2 separate regions of the Arabidopsis thaliana genome follow, and region 1 is linked to region 2. Evidence: chromatin contacts called from public capture Hi-C data. All regions are on one chromosome and are shown on one strand. The core of a region is the stretch at or near the end of the contact, and the rest is flanking DNA. Distances in the headings are between cores, read along the strand shown. Region 1 holds the start of CML41 (calmodulin-like 41). Region 2 holds the start of AT3G08135 (a long non-coding RNA gene).

What was found. Capture Hi-C pulls out chosen DNA fragments and counts their contacts.
Region 1: a capture Hi-C map of shoot shows a contact between it and region 2, with 2.6 times the contacts expected there. A contact is called at or near these places in 2 of 26 Hi-C or Micro-C datasets (rosette leaf and vegetative nucleus) and 2 of 3 other capture datasets (seedling and shoot).

The regions. Positions count from the first base shown.
Region 1 is chr3:18,869,440-18,875,507 of TAIR10.1, forward strand. CML41 (calmodulin-like 41) reads left to right here and starts at 4,472. Exons shown (of 1, transcript NM_114937.3): 1 at 4,472-5,397. The coding sequence starts at 4,548. The coding sequence ends at 5,165. It overlaps AT3G50780 (BTB/POZ domain protein), which reads right to left. Exons shown (of 2, transcript NM_114938.4): 2 at 5,960-6,068.
Region 2 is chr3:18,810,097-18,815,494 of TAIR10.1, forward strand. AT3G08135 (a long non-coding RNA gene) reads left to right here and starts at 3,560. Exons shown (of 1, transcript NR_141395.1): 1 at 3,560-3,798. DWF4 (Cytochrome P450 superfamily protein) reads right to left here. Exons shown (of 8, transcript NM_114926.4): 6 at 5,381-5,398; 7 at 5,164-5,273; 8 at 3,853-4,411. The coding sequence ends at 4,166.

The DNA of each region.
Region 1 (6,068 bases), core at 3,222-5,721, 60 kb after region 2:
AACACATCATCTTCCATTGATTATAGTATGAAAGTTTAATATTGAATTTGAGATTTGAGATTTTAGCAGAATATAGTCATCCACTTGGTTTTTTCCAATTATAAATCTTTGTTTTCCTCCATGCATACTTCTGTAGTTTAAGTTACAAAAGAATACCATCAGAAAATCGTCCACTAGTTAAATTATTTACAAAAATACACACTGATTCGTAGGCTTCTAAACATTATATGAAAAAGTAAGTTTGCTTAGTCTAAATTCCTTAGACTTGCCACCGTGTTTGTGTCTTATACATTCGGCTAAACAACTTAACAGATGTAATTGTAAAGAAATTAAATTAGAAACATCATTAGCTTTGTTAACCAAAAAAAAAAAAATCAGAATATGATGGTGTGTTAACGTTAATTTTTTACTAATCTTTTAGATGAAGCATTTCAATGTAGCATCATTGAAGGTTTTCTAGTGAACAAGATTGACAATGTTAATGATTTTATTATGTTTTATAATGTGATCTTTTGTATATTTTTCTATATATCTTAAAATTTTGCGTAGATTTATATAAATAGTCAAATAATTTGTGATTGTATGGGCTTTTTTTTTCTCTTCAAAATATTAGTCAAAGTTGTAAAGAATTTATCTTCGATAATGTAACATCTAAAAGTTTTTTTTTTTTTTTTTGTCGTGTGAATTGAGACTTTGATAGTTAATTTAATAATACTTTCTATATTAAAACTATATACAAGTCATGCAGAATAAATATGATTTGGCAGATAGTGATTCTAATGACGATATTGTCATATGGTAGTTGCAGTTTTTTTTGTTCGATTCCATAATTTTGAGCTGTATCCTGTCTAGTCAATAATACCATAATAGTTGCTTTGATCATTGTACTTAATATTCATATAGTACAAATAGTATCCAGTAATTTGGTTGTTTTTTCCTTGCGTAAATGAAATAAACTCGCCGGCCAAGAATTACGAGGTTGTCTTGTAGTTAATTACTACACATCAAAAGTCAACAAGTCAGCGCGTTGTCGACTACTTGATTAAACAAGGAAGCAACTACAAGTCTTAGTCTATATATGATTCTTCTATTTCTGTCACTCAATAATGTTCAAAACTTCAAATGGATCTTAGGTTTGATATGTCTAATTTGGTAAACAGAACTCACGTAGACTTATTGATCGCTGAGAATAGAACTCACGTAGACTTATATACAATTTGTTTTATATATTTTGATATTTAGACTTACACATTATCTTACGATTTCTACTGGATTTATGGACATGTCATATATATAGATACGTGAAGGTATATATGTAAATCTATAAATCTATGTCATATATACGTGCGATTATAAGATTAAATCACATAATTGAATGATTGATAAGCACATGCTATAACTACATTATACATGGCTATGTATTTTTCACGAATATAGAAAATGATGCGTGTGGGTCAACTCAATAGAGATTACGTCTGGATCTCGACGGATTAATATGCAATAGTGTAGTATACCAATGAACATGCATGTTATTTAGATCCTTTCGTTAGGTCAACTCAAGGATTATATATAACATGTTAACATGATCTATATAGATATAGTATTAGTCTATTTGATATCGAAAAGTGCTATTTTAATACTCAACGTACACCGAAAAATGCTTTAACTATTCTATTTAAATTTTAAAGACCAAACATTTAGTTAACAAATACCAAATAAATTAAAACCCCAAGTTATCTGGTTAAAAATGACACTAAAGCTGAAAAAATCCCAAATATATAAGCGTTAATCCCTTAACTTCTACTCGGTGCATTCTCTCTAAATTTTTCCTTTGATTCATCGAACTCAGTTGCGATTAAAGAGATATTGATGGCTTTGAAAAAGAAGTGTGAGGGATTGAGTCAAGTAGGTTTAGGGGTTTGAGTTCTTAAAGGAGGTAACTTAAGAGTAGTTTTACCAAATTTGTCGTGCAAGAAGAATATTTTTGACACTTCGTGGAAGTTGGGAATGGAAATAGCATTAACTTATGATGTCTCCTTTCCCATCTTTATTCAAAGAGACCTAAACACATTTGGTATCGTCTTTCTTAAGGGTGTCCCATTACCAACGAGACTAAAATCTCCGTTTCCACCACGTTCCCACTTTTCTCTCAGTTTTTTATTTCTCCTCTTTGTTTTCCTCTCCAAATGCATATATGAAACAAATCACATATATGAACGTTAAAATTCATGCATAGACTTGTTGATGACTATATATTTATCGTAGATTTCAAATTAACAGACAATTAATAAAGTATCTTCTATAAGATTTTTCATTAAAAAGATCTGATCACTACTAAAACGTTGAAAAGTCAAATATGCATATTACATATGAGTGACATATTAGGCCGGTGAACAATATGCCAAAGATCAGCCTAACCAACTCTCATGGCCTAATCGGGTCACAAACAAAATTTGACAGACGAAGATTATTACGTTTTTTTGTTTTAGTCAAAATCGGACAGACGTTTTTTTTGTTCCCTAGTTTTCGTGTACGACATCAAGACTTTAACGCGCAAGGAAACGCACGTTTTCTGAGTGCAAGCTTCGGCATACGAGAGAGGCCATACATTGACATGAATATACAAAGCCCACAACTTATCCATCCCATCATTAAAGAAATTTTATTTTATTTTAGTGGTTTAGGTTTTTCACCTTAGACATTCCAAAATTGATGATAACTTAAAATTTTCAAATAAGTTAACTGAACTTTGTGATACCTTGTAAAGTGAAATAACAAATCTAAAAGTTTTCGTTTTTTTTGTCAATGTGATAACGATGTTAAAGCAAACTACTACACTAACGCATTCATATTAAAATGTATGTAAAACTCCAACTAATTTGTCACAAATTTACAAGATATCGAGGCTTGATAAGGGGTGAAGCTTGAGAAAAACGAGGCTTGTAACAGCTTTACATAGGCCCGCTTATGGCTCCGTAATATTGGGCCTAATGAACATTTTGGGCTTGTATTTAGGTTAATTTGGATTTCAATATACGTAGTTTGTATTTGTTTTTGGTGAGTACATTATATTTTGTATTTGATATAAAATATAATTAGGGTAGTCCAATGCGTTTTTCTTAACAAGTCTAAACACATTTGTTTTTTTGTTTTTCCTGGCTTACAAGTTAGGTATACTCTCTTTTCATTACCTATAATAACAAAGACATCATATAAAGCAAATGGTTAAATTTGTTTGTGGTGTAACTTATGAGGGGGAAAAAACCAATAGTGATTAGGAAGACAGCTTGTTTCGTGTGGCTCTGCGAGGATGATCTAGTTGTATATTAAGATATCAGAAGTTATAAACAAAACAAAGATAATGAAAGACATGAATGCATCAAATTAACGGTATATATAGTGTTGGAATCAAATTAGTGGTGAATTATCGGGTTTGCATCAAACTAATTTGGTTATTCTTGAGATTAGGAATGTGTGTTCACCTAAAAGCTAGTAATTGATTACTAAAATGTAATGCATGCAACAAGAAGAGTCAATCGAATTTTATAGAGATAAGTCATATAAAATGATTAATTATCGCTAGAGGAAGCTGCGATGAAATTTCTTACAGCTTTTGTCTTTTACCCATCTAATCATTTAATCTCTGAGCCTACGCCATCACACATATCTAAAAGCACCTTCTTCGAAATTCCCTTGGAGGACAAAACATGGACCTCTTTTTTGTTCACTTGGATTTTCTCGGAAAATGACTTGCATGTCTTCTTACTATATTTTATGTATCCCTTCATTCTATACTTTTTCGAAATTCTAATTTAACTCTACATATAATCCCACTCCCACCAGCTAAAGTTTAGACATGACAAGTATTTTATCAAATGCTCCTTCAATTCAAACTACTGAATATTGTTTGGATAAGTACTTTTTGGAGACGTAAGCTATATTTTCCAATCCGAAATGAATGAACCAAATGTCCATAGTTCTGTTTTTTTTTCCTCCTAAAGTGAATATATTAAGAGACACTAAATTCTAGAAAATATGTTTAAAATATAATAATCAGTAATTGTCCAAAAAAATGTGAATACTTAAATCAAAATCAGGATACGATTGTCACAAGAAACAAACTTTCCTAGATAATGTATATTTTATATTATTATCATATTATGTATGCACTTAAGACATCTCCATCCATGAGAAACCTACAAAGTTTTTCAAACAAAAAAAATATTAATATTATATTATAATTTGATTATTTTTATTAAAAAAGTATTTTTGTTAAAAAATTAAACCAATAGTAAGATGAGAATTGTCATGATGGGTTGTACAAAGTATCTCAGAGTATCTCAGAGTTTCTCACTTGAGAAACTTTCTACACTCTCTCTCCTTCATTTTTATTATTTTTATTTTTTTAATTGTGAGAAATTCTTATGAGATACCCACAATAGAGATGGTCTTATAAATTTATCAACATGGTGAATCTCTCATGTTATATATAGAGGTGATTTAAAGGCTAAATAGAATAACACACTACAGCATATAAACTCAATGATATGGCAACTCAAAAAGAGAAACCTTCCTCCAATTCTTTCAAATGGTTTTCCACCAAAACCTTAAAGTTAAACCTTAGTTTCCAAAACCGACGAAGATCACCAAAATCAAACTCTTCGTCAACCTTAAACTCTCCAAGAAGCAACAGTGATGACAACAACAACATAAAGAGTCACCAGGCCTCCAAAGAAGAGCTCCGTCAAGTCTTCAGCCATTTCGACAGCGACGGCGACGGTAAGATCTCAGCCTTTGAGCTCAGACATTACTTCGGCTCTGTCGGTGAGTATATATCTCACGAGGCAGCTCAAGAGGCGATAAACGAAGTTGACACTGACGCAGACGGGTCTCTAGGGTTTGAGGACTTTGTTGGATTGATGACAAGAAGAGATCTTTACGGTGACGGTGAAGTTGATGGCGATGGAGAGTTGAAGACAGCGTTTGAGATGTTCGAGGTGGAAAAAGGATCAGGCTGCATAACACCAAAGGGTTTGCAAAAGATGCTTGTGAAGTTAGGGGAATCAAGAACGTACGGAGAGTGTGAAGCCATGATAAAGTTTTACGATATAGATGGTAATGGAATTCTTGATTTTCATGAGTTTCGTCAAATGATGACGGTTTAGTGTAATTAAATATTTCTTTTACGTAATTACCCTACTATATGCTCGAAAAATGTTTATGGAGTAGTGTGTGTGAGTTTGAATATAGGGATTATGTTAGAAGTGCTATTATTGAATTGTGGTGAAATTTTAGTAGTGTTGGAATGAATTTATGAATGAAGAATTCATATTTAAGCTTGATTTATGTTAATGACCAAAAAAAATAAAGTGGGAATTATTCTATGTGTATTTACAGTATTGTAGGCATCTATTTATGAGATATGCCCACTAATAATTTAATAGAAATGATGCAAAGACAGACCATTAATTGAAAGTTGGAGTATTTATTCTGTCTTTGGCTCTGCTGAACATTTGCCATTTATTCTTCATTCTTCGTCGTTATTTTTTTTGGGTTTGAAATGCATTGGTATATTATACGAGTTATAGTACAATTCTCTCCGATGCTGTAATTTGCCTTTTAATGATTAAAAAAAGAATATATATATATATACCAAAAAAGTTGGGAAAACTATTGAATTGGGCTTCAGACGTATGTTGGGTCATTAGGCCCATCATAGATCCCTTTTTCAATAAGTTTCTATTTAACCACTTTTATATTAAACAAATTCATTCAAAAATTCAGGTTAAGAATTTAATTTTTATTAAGGGTTTGAGCTTAAGATTTTCCAGTTTATTAGATTTTATGATTAAGTTTGTATTTCTTAAGGTTAAGAATTTAGAACCTAATTATAGGGTTTACCTTGTGAGCTGTTTTCTGTTAATCTTGGTAGAGAATTTAGACTATTGTTGATAGTAGTAAGTCACTGAAACATTTAAAATGGTATAAAAATCGAATCAGAAATATACATCCATCATCATTATGAAAACTGAAAAATACAAAACATGAAGAAAAAAATCGACCACTAA
Region 2 (5,398 bases), core at 2,310-4,809:
ATACTAATTTTTAGTTTCAACTCTTACCAACTAAAATTTACCTATTTTTGTCTCCTCCTTAGCTTTTTACACTTATTTTCGTTTGAACCTTTAATTAACCAAAATATATTTACTATTTGAATCAGTTAAACAGAAATTATTAAGTCAGTAAGAAAAATATATATTTGGTGACGATTATCTCATACAAAACAGAAAGAGACTTTTCAAATGACAAGTGGCCTGTCCAAACACTAAACTTTTGTACCTTTTATTGACCAGCTAACTCACTTTCTCATCCAAATTTTAGTTAGTTAAAACAAAAAAATCTCAATGCTTTTCCTCGTTTTCTGAATATTATTCGGCTAACCAGAAAAGAAAAAAAATACTTGCGGGCCAAACCACGAAAATCAATAAACAAGGGCTTTTGGTTGGTAAGTCTCGATTTCATCACCGAGGGTGTTCATGTGAATAAACCTATACTTCAAAATATCGAACCATTTCGTCTTTCCAATATCTGCAAAATTAGAGACAATCAATCAAATTCAAAGCCATATTGTTGTTAACAAAAGAGCAGTATGATGAACAATTGAACATCAATATAATTTATGAATTATCTAAATCTTCTCATTTGGATGATTTCAGATCAAGTAAAAACTTTATGGGCCGTAATTATCCAACAATATGATGGGCCGACCTAATCGAGGAACACGGGGACTAGTTGGCGTAATCAGCCTCCAAATATTTGGAGGCTTCTGTTTTTGTTTTATTTAATCATATTTTATTTCACTGTAAATAAATGGATAATACAGTGTGTTAATCAACCATATGTCTATCTGCACTGTTTTTTTTTTTCTTTTTTCTTGGCATTTTAATTAATTACAATTATATAATTTTTGGTAAAGTACAATTAGATAATTTAACGTGTCACCTGATTACGTATTTAAACCCTAACTCAACCACAGATTTTTTTTTATCACTCTCTAATTGTCTCGATCAATCCGTCAAAACCATGTATTACGAGGGAGAAGATTTCAGCGGTAAGATATCATTATCTATCTTTAGGGCCGATTGGTAACGACTGTTAATTTTGGTTGTAGAGACTTTCGCTGTAGGAACTTTGACGGTAAAAACTTTGATTATAAAAATTTTGACTTTAAAAATTTTAACAGTATAGACTTTAACGGTTAAAATCTGATAGGTAACACCAAAACTGTAGAAATTGTAACTGTAAAACTTATAATTTTAAATAATATAAATTATAGCAAATATAACTCGAACTGTGATATAACAACTACATTCACACAAAAAAACTTTATGGTAAATTTTTTATACATTCATATTTCTTTGCTTTTGCATCAAATGTAATATTTGATGTTCTTTAATATACATAAGTGGATCTTAAAAGAATATAAATTAAACAGTAATTATAAACATTTATCAATGAATTCCATAGGAAATTTTGTATAAATTACGATTTTAAAATAACTACCAAATATATAGGAAAATAGATTTTAAAAGAACAAGAAAAAAATCAATTATAAATCAATTAGATTTTTTCAAAAAATAATTTATTTGTGAAATGTTATGAGAGTTTATATACATATTAGAAAGAAGAAGAAAAAAACTATAAACTTTTTATTTCTTTATTTCTAAAGTCACCTATACGTGATTTTCAAAAAATATTGAAAACAAAGAGTTTAAGAAAAAAAGACTTTAAAGGCTTTAAAATTTATGAAAACCAAAAATGTTTGATTGGGTTAAAAAAACTTTTAAAACTTCTAAAAACTTCTTAAAGTCTTAAAAGTCTAATCCAATCACCCCGTCTATCTTTCTTTTCTCCAAATTGTTTGTTAAAATTTCAAGATTCTTGCCTTCAACAATCATCGGAAAGAAAAAAAGATTATTTTCCCTCATATTTTCTACCCAATAGTACAATGACACGTATGAGTCTCTTACAAACTCTAAAAACTTTAATTTAAGGATCGTCCCTTACATTAATTATCAGTTTTGATTTATTTTTTAACTTTTTCGTAAGAATTTTATGCTTAAAGACTCCTATAGAAATATTATTGGAGGTGGTCTTAGGTTCTTAGCACGCACAATCAAAAACAAACAAATCCAAATGAGAAAGTTTATTTGTCTCTAAATTTGTTGAAAACCATGTTTCGACCCTCCAAGAAAGACCAAGGTAATTAAGGATATTGAGTTTATATTTCTCTATAGTTTCACTAATTACTATAAAATCTTAGTATTCATCCATCTCGTTTTCTATATTGCAGAAGCGAAGACGACATTGTTATGGGACATTGACGATTGCCCGAGTCCAGATGTTATCCAATTTGGTGCTATTCATGCACATTTTATGATTCTCTTCGTTTTCATGGTTCACACTCTATTATTGCTTATGGTGATGCGAAAAGGCTTTTAGATGATGCAAGACCAAACATAATTGAGTTCAATCAAGTACCTTTAGGTAAATTTTATTCCACACTCTCTTGATCGTTCTAGTACTTTGTGTCTTGAATCTTAACTCTGTTTATACGTATATACTAGCAAGTTGTCCACAATGAGTGAATTATATATATTCAGTTTTATTTTTGAATATGGAATGATATTTACATAAAATTATATATATAATTTATCTATAATTGTTAATATAACGCTCGAAAATAATTAAAAATATTAATTTTGAAGTTTATAAATTATGATGTGTTTAAAAAAGACACTTTAGTTGCGCAAAAGTCTGCAATGCACTAAAATTGTTTTTATTTTATTTTTGTTAAAATGGTTTGTTTCACTCTATAAAAAACTTAAAATTTTCAGTATTACTTTTTATTTTAATTTTGTTAAAATGATTTTTCCTCCAAAGTTGTGTATATATATTTCTTATAGTGTAATTTCTTCTGTTTACTATTTTAACCGAGCTAACATTAGTTGATGCATTGCATTGAGAAAAAAAATATAGAAGAGAAGATGAAAACCTTCATGAAATTTGAGAATTTGCAATATCATACTTTATTAAAAGAGTTTTTTGTTTATTTTTTTTTATTTTTTTTTATTTCAACTTTTTCTAATCGACTAACCAAATGGGGACGTGGTAGTAAAAGAGATATGATATGGAGAGTCTCTTTCATTTGATACAAAACACATCTGTGTAAACAACTTAAACCGTAGTTTATCTTTTACTTATGTTTTAGTTGTATTTTCCCTTTTTTTTGCTCAATTTTATTGTTAATTGTATTTTTCATATAAAAAACAATAAGACGTAAATTCAAAATCATGTTATTAAAACTGATGAAAACAATTAAGTCAATCCCTTTTTTTGTAAGTTTTCAAATCATGATCTTAAGTTTTAGAGAGTCTCCTTCATACAGATCAATACCGCTACATCCTTCTGTAAGTACCGAAGCTTTGGCCTGAACTAGGACTTGGAAAAGACCCTGTCTTCAAAAGAGGAGACCCATTGCTTGGTAACGAGGATTACTTTACTCGTCTAGAAGAGGATCCTAAAGATGATGAGATAGAAGAAGTAAAAACGAAACCCTCTCATTTAAAGGAATAGGACCCAAGAAACAGTAAAAGCTCCTCTCTCTTTCTTCTCAAAATAAAGAAACCATTTTATGAACCTTCTTATCCTGAGAGCTATTGTTATTCATTTAGTCCTTTTGACACCTAACTCTTTGTGTCAATGTAACACGATAAGAATCAAGATAAAGTTTGGAAACCGTCATAGGAGGTGTATCCATAATTGACAGGTTTCTTGTGTTCTGATGTTCAGTCTCCAGCCCAATGATTTCCCACTAGACACACACGAGTGTTTACATAATTCTTGTGTTTGGTATTTGACAATTTGTTATTGCTTCGGATCAAAAACGAGGTAAAAGTTGTCACTTTGTTATAATCGTAATATAATTGGGCCTTATAGAAAGCCCATTTAAGGTTTAATAGTGTCGACACTAATAATCAACAACATCCAATACAAATGTCCAAAGACTCAACCTAGCTCCCAATCTATATACATCGTCCACTTTCGAAAGTCGAAACCCTTTTCTCAAACCCGAACTAAAAAACGAATATCCAATAATATTATTTATCCAAATTTTTATATATCATTGGGCAAAAAAAATGATTTAAAATTATCAAAAAAAAAAGAAGAGAATAAAAATACTTTCATCTTTTTTTTTTTTTACAGAATACGAGAAACCCTAATAGGCAAACCGTTAGGAAAATCAACAAAAGGAAAAGCAAATGGTTTATCATCTTCTGCTAATTCCCAATTGAATTTAAGAACTAGATGATGAATAAACACTGCCATTTCTAACTTGGCTAGCTCTGAACCAGCACATAGCCTTGGCCCTCCTCCAAACGGCATGTAGTTGTTTCCCCACGTCGAAAAACTACCACTTCCTGAGGATGACGCTCCGTTGTTTTGCTGCTCGTCACAAAAAAAAACGACAAACCGATTTTATAGATCACAATAAACCCCCAAAAAAAGAAGTTGGAAGAAAAAAGGAAGAAGAACACGTGCTTGTTGGCACCACACCACGTGGGTCATTAATCATCTCTCACCACCTCTTACCTTCCCCACTCACTATAACATCATGACTACCATTATTATCTTATTTCATAAAGTATTATCTCATAATAATCATAATAATACTATATAGTATATTTCTCTAATTCGCCGATTTGATAGTTGTTATAATTAATAGAGTTATAAATCTAAGTATTAAAACCAGTCAACGTGGCAGAATCTAACGCACGTACAAGTCATCGGGCGTGTGAGATCCGTCAAAGCCGTGGTACCATCGTCCGTCAAATCTTAAATTGTATCAAAGCCGTGACTAATAATAAATCAACGGTCACGATTATAAGAATATTTAGGCAGCTCCTACGTCATTAAAGACATACCATCCTACTAATTAATTGTCTTCACGTACACTTACACCAACACGTCTCTTTCTCTCTCTTATTTTTAATTTATATGCTTTCATGTGATCAATGATCCATGACGTGTTAAGATCTAACTTGAAAGATAATAATAATAAAAAGTTTTTGCCAGATTAATAGTTCTCGTATAGTATCTATAGATAGGTAAATCACGTAGGACGTATCTATTCATGCAATAGATGAAAAAACTATACACTAATTTTCGATAGTTAACGAGAGAAACTTTTTATTTACCTGTTGCCATCTCCAAGGATTAAAGAGATTAGGTTGGTCATAACGAGAATTATCCAAATGTACGGCTGAGATCACCGGTAACACTTTCCACCCACTAGGGATATCGTATCCTTTTTTTCCAACATTAAGAAATGTAAATTATTTTAATATTTTTCATCCAATAAGATTTCAATATTCCGGATTTCATTATTTAAAAATTTTGTACGTAAAGTTTTACCTTTGTACCGAACATCTT